2 separate regions of the Xenopus tropicalis genome follow, and region 1 is linked to region 2. The links are chromatin contacts, called in public Hi-C maps. All regions are on one chromosome and are shown on one strand. Each heading gives the region's core, a stretch centred on a gene start, on an enhancer-like site or on the middle of the called end of the contact. The rest is flanking DNA. Distances are from core to core; before and after follow the strand shown. Region 1 has its middle 15 kb from the start of cipc. Region 2 holds the start of irf2bpl (interferon regulatory factor 2 binding protein-like).

Region 1 (6,130 bases), core at 2,707-5,206, 36 kb after region 2:
CCACTGCCTACATAATTTTAAGGTAAACTTACCTATTTTTTACATTTTGCAATATTCTGTAAGGACAGGGCACATGGGGCATTTTGACCTCGTGTTTTAAAAATGCAGCCAGTGGTATAAATACCACATAGAACCTCGGTGCTGTTCATGTCAGATTTCAGCCAGGTGTATTCTTGATAGAATTCTTACGAGAGTTTTGCCACCATCTTGTAAATTTGCAGGCTTGTGTATCCTCCTACCTTGTAGGTTCTATATTATTCTAGGGCTGAAATTTTTCATAGCGCATTCACTCTTTAGCTAAACAGGATAGGGGAAGAGAGAGGTTCATGTTAAAGTTATGTTAAAACAATTTCAATTTCTTTGTAAATAAAAAACACCAGTGGGGTTATTGTTGACACACAATCCTCTAGAGCTAGAAATCTCCCAGTAATAATTTTTAAAATAAGGATTGTAAATTGTTTTGTTTATAGTGGGCAATATGCTAATATCTATGTTGGCAGAGAGGTAGCATAACATAGCTCTAGGTCCGTCAAGCAGGACTGCAAAAGGAGGCACAAAACAACATATAATCAACATCTTAAAATAAAATGCTTCTTCTTTAAAAAATACCTCAGTATTACTAAAAAAGCAATTGGTAAAAACAAAATGTTATTTAAACTTGAACCAAACTCTTCTAAGATAATGATTTCTAAACTTTTACAATTAATGACAATGTCATTAGCATTCAAATGTGCCACTAATTTTTGACTGAAGACTGTATTATATATTGCATATAAAGATATGGTATCTGTCATCTGGAAATTTTTTTACCATAATAATAAGAGTACCTTGTGGCTGACTGTAACTAAGTTGCAGGAATTCATTTTTTAGTAGCCTTACTAAAGCCTTAGTACCAAACCCCTAATTTGAAAACCCAATAGATAGATGTGTTAAAGAAAGCCATACTTTCATACATATAAATAATAAGAGACTATAGAATTTATTCTAAATGAATGCTAAATAATTGGGTGCCAAAGCTCCTTTATCTAGTTTCAGGTGTTTTAGCTCTGCTGCCATCTCTGGGTTAGACTTTGTTATATTTACCCCATGCCAGTGTAGCTTTTGGAAATATGTTGCTAAATTCAGATATAGAAGTTGGGGTTCAAGGAATACTTAGCAAGGGGAGAGAGCATATTAATACATTTTGTTGTGTTTTAAAAAAAAAAAAAAAAAAAAAGCCTATGGGTAGGGATCCTTCCTCTAACTTGATAAAAAACACTAGATAACTGAGGGAGAACCTGAACCGTGAACAATGAACATCTCACATTAACATTGAAACCTAGAGCGCAAAAAGTTATACTGGTTCCTTTTTTCTTACCCCCTTACCGCCCCCTCCCCTTCCCCTTTTCTTTTTACTTTTTCCCCCTCTCCCTTTTCCCCTTCCTTTTTCACTTTGCATGTAATATGTAACAGACTGAATGTAAATGATTATCCAAGCTCGATAACGTGTCTAATAAATAATATGCTATGTTTATAAAATATGTCAAAAATCAATAAAAATAAAAGTATATAAAAAAAAAAAGCCCTAATGTTTTCAGCAGTGAATTTTGTGCACCCCAACTCTTTCTGTGCAGCTGCTGAGCTTTTAATATTTGCCTGTTAAAACTAACAGAGCTGTGCTGGGAGGAGGTTAGGTGAAGTGTGATAAGGGAGATAAGAAGGAACATTGTGCAAGGAGACTGGGTAGGAAGGGCTGCAAAGAGAGTAAAGGAAAAGTTGAAGCATAGTCTTGGCAAGCAGAGATGAAGGTAAAATATACAGGTTTGGGGTGGTAGCTTGAATGGTGAGAAGAGAGAGGGGAAAATGGGGCCCGATTAGAGAAACTAGCTACAGAAGAAAGGAGAGGGAAGGGGTCACTACATTCATGGAAGTTGTCAGGAAATAAACAGAATATTAAGCCTTCTCCAGGAATAGATCTGCTGACGTCAATAGATTCCACAGTTGTGGCCTCAGTTCGAGGGGAAGGAAGTGAGGGGGGGGGGGAGAAGAGAGAGACAGGGGGTGGAGGCACAGGGGGGAGAAAAGAGCAGCAAGACAGGAGAAGTAACTGGGGGAAAGGAATCGAATCCTGGACTATAGAGAGTGAGGAGAGGCATTTATGACTGGAGGAAAGGAAATATAGTGAGGGAGGAAAGGATTGATTCAACTCATGCTAAATCTGATATGGTTTTTAAAGTACTGGTCAAGTCCTGGAAAAGAAATGTGGAAAGGGTTAAATGTCTGACTGGTGGTGAGGGAATGGCATGCAAATCTAAAGGAGCTAATGAAGCAGTAAGCTAAAGCAGCAATGTTTTCTAAGATAGGTTTTATATATATATATATATATATATATATATATATATATATATATATATAAACCTATGTTAAAGCTGTTTATGAAAGAAAAGATTTATGAGTGCACAGATGAGCCATAAGGCAAAAGCCATTTTTATCCTGCCTTCAGAGACAGTAGCAGTGTGTGACCACATGCTCTTTAAAATAAATATATGTTGTATTTTTGTAACAAGCAGAAACAAAGAGACAGATGCTAAGTTCAAAGGGCTTCTTGTAATATTACTACATTGCAACATTCAGTTCTGCCATTGAAGAAATTGTTCTCTCTGCTTTCTGAAAACAGCTGTTAGGGTGGGTGTGTGGAATGAAGAAAGATTACTGTAAGGCAGGAATGTGACACCATTAGCTTTCTAGCTATTGGAAACTACTGCTCCCAGCAACCCCCAACAGACAAATGTTAAGGATTGGAGACAGTTTCCTGGCAGAGCATAAGGCCTGTGCCACACAGACACACACAGTGGAATTCAGAGCTAAACTGTTTGTGTGTGCAGTTTTGTGCAAATTTCGTTCAGTGTGGCTGCACCCGGGCCGACATAATGGCTCTGGGTGCAGGCACAACAATAAGCTTTTTTGAGTGTAGGGGGGAATTCTCAGCCTGTGTTTATCCACAGGCCAAGAATCTACCCCATGTAGTGCTAAAGTTCTTCTGTCAGCCTCCAATCACACTGTATTTTTGTCAGGACAATTGTGTGCATGTCCCCTTAACCAACTATTTGGCCAAGCAAAAAATGGACCCAAAACTACATATTAATATGCTATTTGGCCATCTACATGTGTAAAGTCTGATTCAGCAGTCGTAGCCAAAGTTGCAGCATGTGTGTGACTGGATAAATTGGTGTGCATAAGAAGAACTTAAAGTTAATAGAGTGCCACTGGGCTGATCTGAGTGCTGTTTATCAATGATTTTGCTGTGTGTGCCAAAATGTATTAGTTATGCCACCATGGACACTACAGACAGTCAGATCAACTTTTAGTCTAAAGGAACCATCCTTTTATTCTGTGTAACAGCAATCCTGTTTCAGTTCTTTCTCAGTTTGCTTATCATGGAAGGCATTATATTGCCACATAGACACTTAAAATAACTGTGCTTCTCTACATCCATGCCAACATTCCCCTTGGGGCCTATGGCACACACAGTAGTCGCTTCAGGGAAGCACTGTAAGTTGTCCAAGATGAACACCTGTGTATTCTCTGGCAAGTCATATGTCATATGGCTTTTGAAAATTGCTTGTAAATTTCTACAGAATGCTTTAATAAGGCAAATTAAGGCATTGTGTATAAATCTATGCAGATATGCAGAAGTTATTAAACTTCTCTGCTTTAGGAGATAAATAGGTAACCATTTATGCAACCTGAAATGTTAATATATAGGAGATCGGCATTAGCCACAAAAAAGCCCAACAAAATGTATTATTTGCCATTAATAATTCCTACTGCTAACGGGCAGCCATTTCTACTTCCCAGAAAGGGCAAAGACTTTAAAGGTCACGATGTTACAGCCAACTCCTCACACCCATCATTAGGAGTGTACCCATCCCCCTCCCAGTCTGCTGGTAACTAAGTCCATGTGTAAGCAGGGCAAAACCTCAGACTGTCACACTCTCAGGCTTCCTCTTCAGCCCCCCCCCCTGCATGATATCACTTACACTCACATCCGCCCCACCCAAAATACCTTTCTGTCCTTCAACCCCCCCCCCCCCCCCCCAAAGGAATGCTGTGCCTGACTTAACCCTTACTCTTCTGGAATTCAGTATTTATGCAGTTTCTGTATTTTAAGTGCATCTTTCTATCTTGGTCTAAAAAAAATAATTGTAATAAATTCTGGCATCCTTTCAAGAAGTGGAATAAAGTATAATGATCTGTGTCAAACAACAATAATGCCAAATTCCCCCTGCCAGAGTAGGGTTACTAAACTGTGATTACTTCTTATTTAATATTATATATGGAATAATGTGTTTGCACCTATAATTTTCATATACTCAACATAAGCTGTTACACAAAGTTTAATAAAGGTTAGAACCAAATGATTACCTAACAATACCAATATTGACCAAATATCGCATTTTGTGAAATTGTACCACATAACTGAATAGTGGGTGAGAAGTGATGTCAGTTTTTAACATGACCAGTGTCCATTAGTGAGTCTAATTTGTGTTATAAGGCTACTGATTTTATGTGTATTGCGCAGAGACTTTTTCCTCTCACATAATCACATAGGTTATCTGAAAACTCTGGCAATTGCCAGAGAGGCCACTGTAGGCTGCCATAGTCAGATAGTTCATTTTAATGGGCCAGTAGAAGGCTATTGGCACCTTTTGTACTTTACATACCTAAGCATGTTTTGCATCTCAGTCCAGACATGCTTGTACTCTTTATTAGAATTTAGATAATATATTTATATTTGTGTATGCCCTCTTTATTGTATGTATGTATAACTTTATTTATAACGTGCTACAAGGGTACACAACGCTGTACAATCTTACAATAAACATAAGTACACACAGGTAGGACAAGTGTTATAATAAATTCAATAAATAAGTACAGGAATGGATCCCTTATCCGGAAACCCGGTATCCAAAAAAGCTGAGTTACGGAAAGCCCGTCTCCCATAGACTTCATTTTAATCAAATAATTCCGAATTTTTTTCTCTGTAGTATTAAAACAGTACCTTGTACTTGATCCCAACTAAGATATGAATAATCCTTATTGGATGCAAAAAAACAGCTTTTTTTTTATTCCTCAGTGATTTTATAAACATTGCAATGTCCACTGAAAATACTACCCAAGATGAATGACATTTCAAATAAAAAAAAAAAAATTCTCATGAAGCCCTTTAGGCCAATGTAAAATATATTCTCCACAGGGATTTTTGTACTAATTTTTAAACAGACAGATTCTTCTCAAATACTGACCATGCCTCATTACACTCTATTTGATGAGCAAATTTTTCACCAGGCATGGATTTGCAGCAAAATTCGGCATTTCATCATTGGCAAATGTTTTTGGCAAAATTTGGTGCGACAAAAAATCGCCAAGTGAGGAAGTTAGTCACAAGATGCCATTCAAATCAATTGCTGGAGGCACATGACGATGGGTGGTATCAGGTGTTTTCTGTGCCAGCCAAGAAAGCTACCTGGACCCTGAGTTGCCTGCCCTGTCTCCAGTGGGCCATTTTCAGAGCTATTTGCAGCTGTTCACGGCAACCCTTAGCTGAAATTCAGCAATGAATGGCTGCTGGCTCCTTTTCATATTGTCAAATATCCATTTGTAGTCTAGTCATCCTAAAAATGACCAGGGCAGTTATTAAGCACTTGGAGCAAATTTTCACTTTTTTTCCTCCTAACACAACTGTGTCCAGTTTAACAAAATTAACACAACTGCGTGTGCATTTTGTCACACATTGCTAGCAATTGCATGAAAGTCCATCTGACATCACTGCGGCGCAAGTGTGCTGCATCTATTGATGCTGGGCACAAATGAACCCGGTAGCTAATGCCTGGTCAGGAGGAGGTGGTAGCTCCAGGGTTTCCCTTTGTCAATAGGCACAGCAGGGCCCAGTTTGGAACAAAATGGGGAAAGAACTGAGTGGCATCAACCATTCTGACAGGGGTCCCCAAACTTTCTTACTCATGGGCCACAGTCAAATGTAAAAAGACTTGGAGAGCAACAGTAGCAGGAAAGCTTTAGGAAGGGGTAATAAGGGATAGAGTACTTGAATACATTGCAGTTCACAATACTATAAGTTTGTGCCAGCATG
Region 2 (5,975 bases), core at 1,277-3,776:
TCCTACTTTTTGGCTACAGTTTGCGGAGGATATCTCACCCAATCCTAAATCATTCATATAATGAGCAACCCAGGTCATTCTCTTATTATAGTAGGTTGCCACCTTGCCTGTATTTTATCAGCCTAGCAAGTAAATACCAGCTAATGCAAAACTAGTATTACAAATCTACCGGCAATGTACTTAAGTAATTTGTTATATCCTTTCTTGTCACCACAACTCCATGATCTGCCCCTTTACGTTATTAGCTCACCCCTTTAACAGTTAGGCCACTGAAATACCATCTGGGTGGCAACCCTAAGTGAAACACATAAAAATGTAAAAAATACATGTACAAATACCTGTGGATAAATAAACCTAATTGCATGTGACATTCTTACTGAGGTAAACACTTCAATCAGCATACTTGTCTCTTCTTGATAGCAGCTGCAGCATTGCCCTATCCCCTCCAGACCAACAATATTTTATATTGATGCCATGAGCTTTTTAAGTGAGCAAGTTGCAAAGCAATTCAGCTTCGATAATAAGCTTTTGTGCATCTGAGTTGAACAAAGTATACTTTTAAGTAAAATCACAATGTTGCAGTAGCCAGACATGCCAACCCAGCCATTTTATATTCAAGTGCATCTTGCCCACTCACTCAGTGTCTGACTGGCCCACCAGAATACCTGGAAAACTCCTGGTTGGCCCACGTGTCAGTGGGCCCTCTGGCTTCTAACTATTTGGCCAGTTGCATGGTCATTCCCTATTTCTGTATGGGAAAAAGAGAAGGAAGGATAGAGAAAAAAGACTTGAATAAAGTGGTTGTGGGAAGAGAGTTGGAATAATAGTTTAGAAAGTGAGCCTATGGTCCAAGGCCCAGAAATGGTGGGCCCCTGGCATCTCAGTCCGACACTGCACTCACTGTTATACCCCAACCACTCTTTCAATTGTGCTCCCACTTTGCTTGTTTGTAAGGTGTTCATGTATTTTGAGGTTCATCTTTCAATGCTTTTCAGAGGTGGGGTTGCAGGGGAAGCTGCTGATTGGTGACATTATGGAGCAGATTGCTTATGTCACGAGGTAGGGACTGGGAGGTTCTGTGGCAATCAGGGGGTGGGGAAGTGGGAGGATTGGTGCATCATCAGGGACTGAAAGCTGTGGGAGAGGTGCTGGAAGGTTTAAGGGAGGTGACAGACGGGGAGATTAGTCGCCCCACGACAAATCTTTGGTGCTGCAGGCGACTAATCTCCTCACAATGCCATCCCACCAGCAAGAAAATTAATTTGCCCATGGGATGACATATGTGGTGCAGCGATTTCCGGAAGTTGCCCAAAGTTTTCGCTTAAGGCAACTTCAGGCGGCTTCCGGAAATTGCAGCGACGCGTATGCCATCCCACCGGCGATTTACATTCTAGCCGGTGGGATAGCATTGCGGGGAGATTAGTTGCCCGCGACAAAGAAGCTGGGCGACTAATCTTCCCGTGTGCCACTGCCCTAAAAGGCAATGTTTAGTTGTGAAATACTCTGGGAAGTAAATTCACTAAATTATTAATTTACCACCAACTACACTGTAATTTGTAATATCGGCCCCAGCTCTAGGTGGTGAAATACCTGCCTAGGTGCAAATCACATTAAGTAGGTGCAGGGGGGGGGGGAATTCCCACAGCAAAAAGCAATTTAAATTGACACATCTGCAATGATGCATTAAAATAACAAAAGGTTCCCTTTATTAATTATTATAAAATTATACTGTTAAAACCATAAGGTAAAAACAGCAGATTACAAGACATCAAAAAAGCAGCATAAAATATTCATCACACAGCAACCAAAAAGACTCTCAAAAGCTTCTGTTTAATTATTTCAGCTTTAAAGGAACAGCCCAAAATAAACGACTGTTTTAAAGTAATTCTTTAGAAACACTTTCATTCTCCGGTGGTCCTGTTCCTTTAAGCTGCCTACTATATTAGCTACTGTTTGGCCCACACGCTTTACAAAATATATATGACTAGACAACGTTATCGCGTCTATAACCCACCTCACCCCTCTCAAACCAAAAACACATACAATACACAGCCTTTATTTATGTGCAGCCACAAAGCAACGATCCTAAAGAATTGTCCATGTAAGCGCTTTTACTAGCACGCGTTCCATTTCAAAGGAGTGTGCCGGCAACTATTAGTCTCACACGTCACCGTTTGCACTGTTTTGTATTTCACTGCGTGTCACCATTTTGTTCAACCTCAGAACAGAATTTTCACACAGCAGCCCGCTGCTAAGCGAGTCACGTGATAGGAACACCACGTGTGCAGAGCGCAGAAGAGCAGAGAGGGCGGGGAAGTTGTGCGGACAGGCCCGGGACTCAACAACATGTTTGTCAGTGGGGGCGGGGGAGTGACGTCAAAGCCAGGTGGCATTCTTGGACTTCGTCATTACGGTGCAGTTTAGAGACGCGCACGCACTCGCGGAATCCCAATCCTGCGTGACAGAGTGTGCGCGTTCGTGTGAGTGCGCGTTCCGGGCGGGCTGCGGCTTGCGGATAGAGCGACAGTCGGAGAGAGCACGCCCGGAGAGGAGAACGGCGGAAAGACAGGCGAAGAGCCCGGAGAAGCGTGCTAACCGGCTTTCTGTGCACCCAGCGTCTCCTAAATAGCATCCGGATCGAGCAGAAAGAGCTATCAATACCCTTCACCGCATGCTCCCCCCACGCTGAGTATTCCTTCCCCTCCCCTGTGTTGAGCCTTCGCTCACCAGCATGTCGGCCGCACAGGTCTCCTCCTCACGCCGCCAGTCGTGTTACCTGTGTGACTTGCCACGGATGCCATGGGCTATGATCTGGGACTTCACTGAGCCAGTTTGTCGCGGCTGTGTCAACTATGAGGGGGCAGATCGAATAGAATTTGTCATTGACACTGCTCGGCAACTGAAACGCAGCCACAGTTTCCAGGATGGTCGTTCACCTGGACCCCAGGGCCCCGGCTCAGGAGCAGCCAACAAACAGCACCCAGCTGTGCAGGCAGCCCTCACAGCAAAAGATACTGCCCAGCTAAACCATTTAGATGGGGCTACTAAGGCAGCAGCTGCCTCTGGGCTGGAGAGATACGGATTGGCCACAGATCGAGGTCGCTTCGAGTACACATTAACTGCTCGGCTTCCCAATGGCCTTAATGGGTTCCCCAAGCCAGGGGAGGATGGCCCCCCAGAGCTGAACAGGCAGAGTCCCAACTCACGCGGCCGAACAGGTCATGGGCTAATCCCACAACTGGTGCCAGGGCAGCTGAGTGTGCCTCCTAATCTTCTACCCCAGACCCTTCTTAATGGACCACCATCAGGCACTCCATCAGGAGCTCCTCATGTTCTGGGAAGGGGTCCTGCAAGTTCCAGTGGCCTAAGTGTTCCACCTACAGCCTCTTCATCTGGTGACCCCAAGCGTCCAGGATCTGTATCTAGTACTGACCAGGAGCGAGAGCTCAAGGAAAAGCAGCGAAACAGTGAGGCTCTTTCTGAACTGACAGAGAGCCTACGTAATAGAGCAGAAGAGTGGGCAGGGAAGCCTAAAGCAGTGAGAGATGCATTGCTCACTCTATCTGCCTGTACACCCTTTGATGTTCGCTTCAAAAAGGACCACAACTTGCTGGGGAGAGTCTTTGCATTTGATGCTGCATCAAAGCCAGGCCTGCTGGATTATGAATTGAAACTGTTTGTTGAATATCCCAGTGGCTTACTTAATGTGTTTAGTTCTGCCTCTGGTGTAGCCAAACAAATGTATCAGGACTGCATGAAGGACTTTGGTCGTGGTCTGTCATCTGGTTTTAAATACCTGGAATATGAGAAAAAGCATGGTTCTGGAGACTGGCGTTTGCTTGGGGACTTGCTTCCAGAATCTGTGCGCTTTTTTAAAGAAATGGTAGGGGCCGATATGTTACCCCAACCCTACCTTGACCCTGGGTGTCCCATGCTGCCCAGCGCACTTGTAAATCTGCCACGGGCACTGGCTGCAGCTGCAGCTGCCTCATCATCAGCTGGTGGCAGTGGGCAGGCCAGAAGTGGTGTAAGGAAACGCAAACCCTCCCCAGAACCAGACTCAGCCGATGGACAAATGTGGATAACTGGGCAGCCTGATGGTATAAAACAACTAAGCATGGCAGCTGCAGGAGGCACACCATCTTCTTCATCTGCAGCCTATGGTGTACCTTCTGTTCCTCCCCCACCGCTAGGCCCTGGCCACCCACAGCGCACAACCCCACCTGAGAGTGCACCTCCAAATGGTCCATCTCCTATGGCAGCACTTCAGTCAGTTACAGACACTCTGGGCACTGCCCACTCCCCCAAGGATGGGCAGACAGGTGGTGTACCACCAGTTCACTCCACCACTTCATCAGCCCGCAGAAATAGCAGCAGCCCAGTTTCACCTGCATCGGTAACAGGACAAAGACGTCTTAACTCCCGCAATGGTGCAGGTTCAGCAGACCTGAGTCTTCAAGTGGCACCTGCTGGGGGTGCCCCTCATCCTGGAATGGACCAAGTGCATCCCCAGAATATTCCTGATTCCCCCATGGCTAACAGTGGCCCTCTGTGCTGCACCATTTGTCATGAGCGTCTAGAGGACACACACTTTGTCCAGTGTCCATCTGTGCCCAGCCACAAATTCTGCTTTCCCTGTTCTCGTGACAGCATTAAAGCCCAAGGGGCAACTGGTGAAGTCTACTGTCCCAGTGGGGAGAAGTGCCCCTTAGTGGGTTCTAATGTACCGTGGGCATTCATGCAAGGGGAAATTGCCACCATCCTGGCAGGGGATGTCAAGGTGAAAAAGGAGAGGGACCCTTAGGAACTCCGGTAAATCATGGTCACCTGTTCTGTGCAAGGGGTCCCCTGCCCCTTTTGTGTATATGTTCAGCTCCCCACCAATAACCTGCAAACCAAAGACAGGTTCTAATGGATGGGGATTTGTGAGAGAAAAGAACCAGAATGTTGCTCTGCAAAATGGAATGTAATGAGGCAAATCTTTCCCTTTATCCCTAACACATTCCCAAAATGCCTCCATGTGGAAACATACTAAAGGAACCTACTGGTTTGCAGATGTAACTTTGAGAGCAGGACACCTACAGTGTGCAGTGAATCGGTTACTGGCATTAGGGAATTGTTTGAAGAGACACCATAAAACTCAATGGTTTTTAATCTTTGGCCTCCAAGGGGTAATGCAGTGACATTTGTAATTATCATGGAAATACAGACATGCCTAAGGAATGAGCACTAGAGCACCCAAGAATACTCCAACCACTTAACCAAATGGCAAGAGGCATGTTGGTGGGTGCAAGTTGCTCTCTCGCACAGCCTTATGCAGAATCGAAGGGTGACTCTTGGGCAGAACAACATTTATAAACTTAGTCTTACTTATACAACAATTTTGTGGTGTTTCTACATTTGGAAACACAGATAATGTATACTTCATTTGAAGGGTGCAACAAATGATTTTTGGTTACAGTGGGATATCTGTCCTTGTATCTTTTTTTTTTTTTTTTTTTTTCTTCCTGTTTATTTTTTGTCTTTTCTGAACAGCTTTTGTGGCAGTGTCCACCCGATAAAGGTTTATAGCACTTAGCAATGCTGCTGGTGTGTCATTTCTGTAAATGCACGCACTTTTTAAGGCCCAGGGGCAAACAGTGACCTTGTTAAGTAAAACATAGAGGAAGAGTCTTGTTTGTGAGAACCTGTGTGTGACAAATTCAGTTTTATTTCCTCTCCCCTTTTTCTGTGCCAGCCCTTCCTGCAGGAGGAAAGATGTTTAATCCCATGTAATTATTAGATTGCAGGTTTCTGCAGGTCTATAGAATGCAGTTGTAATTGTTGTAACCCATTGAATCCTGGCACTAGCTGATCTGTCCCCTGGCTAGTGAAGTTATACTTTTATTTTCCCCTCCTGCACGGATGCTTTGAGCAGTAGAGCAAGTTGCTGTATATACATTTAGGGTGGAATAGGCTTTCTCTTTGTCCAGAAT

What was found. Hi-C and Micro-C count contacts between places; a contact is called where the count stands out from the background.
Region 1: a Hi-C map of neurula embryo shows a contact between it and region 2, with 2.4 times the contacts expected there. The contact joins the enhancer-like site here to the promoter of irf2bpl in region 2. A contact is called at or near these places in 5 of 5 Hi-C or Micro-C datasets (brain, gastrula embryo, liver and 2 more).

What each region holds. Positions count from the first base shown.
Region 1 is chr8:82,605,840-82,611,969 of UCB_Xtro_10.0, forward strand. No RefSeq gene overlaps it. Among named protein-coding and RNA genes, the nearest start is that of cipc, 15 kb to the right of the region's middle. Within about 2 kb of position 3,957, at least 6 of the 11 cell types and tissues checked have an H3K27ac peak or open chromatin away from gene starts, as enhancers often do. A contact at or near this core is called in liver and neurula embryo, where this site is marked.
Region 2 is chr8:82,571,531-82,577,505 of UCB_Xtro_10.0, forward strand. irf2bpl (interferon regulatory factor 2 binding protein-like) reads left to right here and starts at 2,527. Exons shown (of 1, transcript NM_001130351.1): 1 at 2,527-5,975. The coding sequence starts at 2,732. The coding sequence ends at 4,804.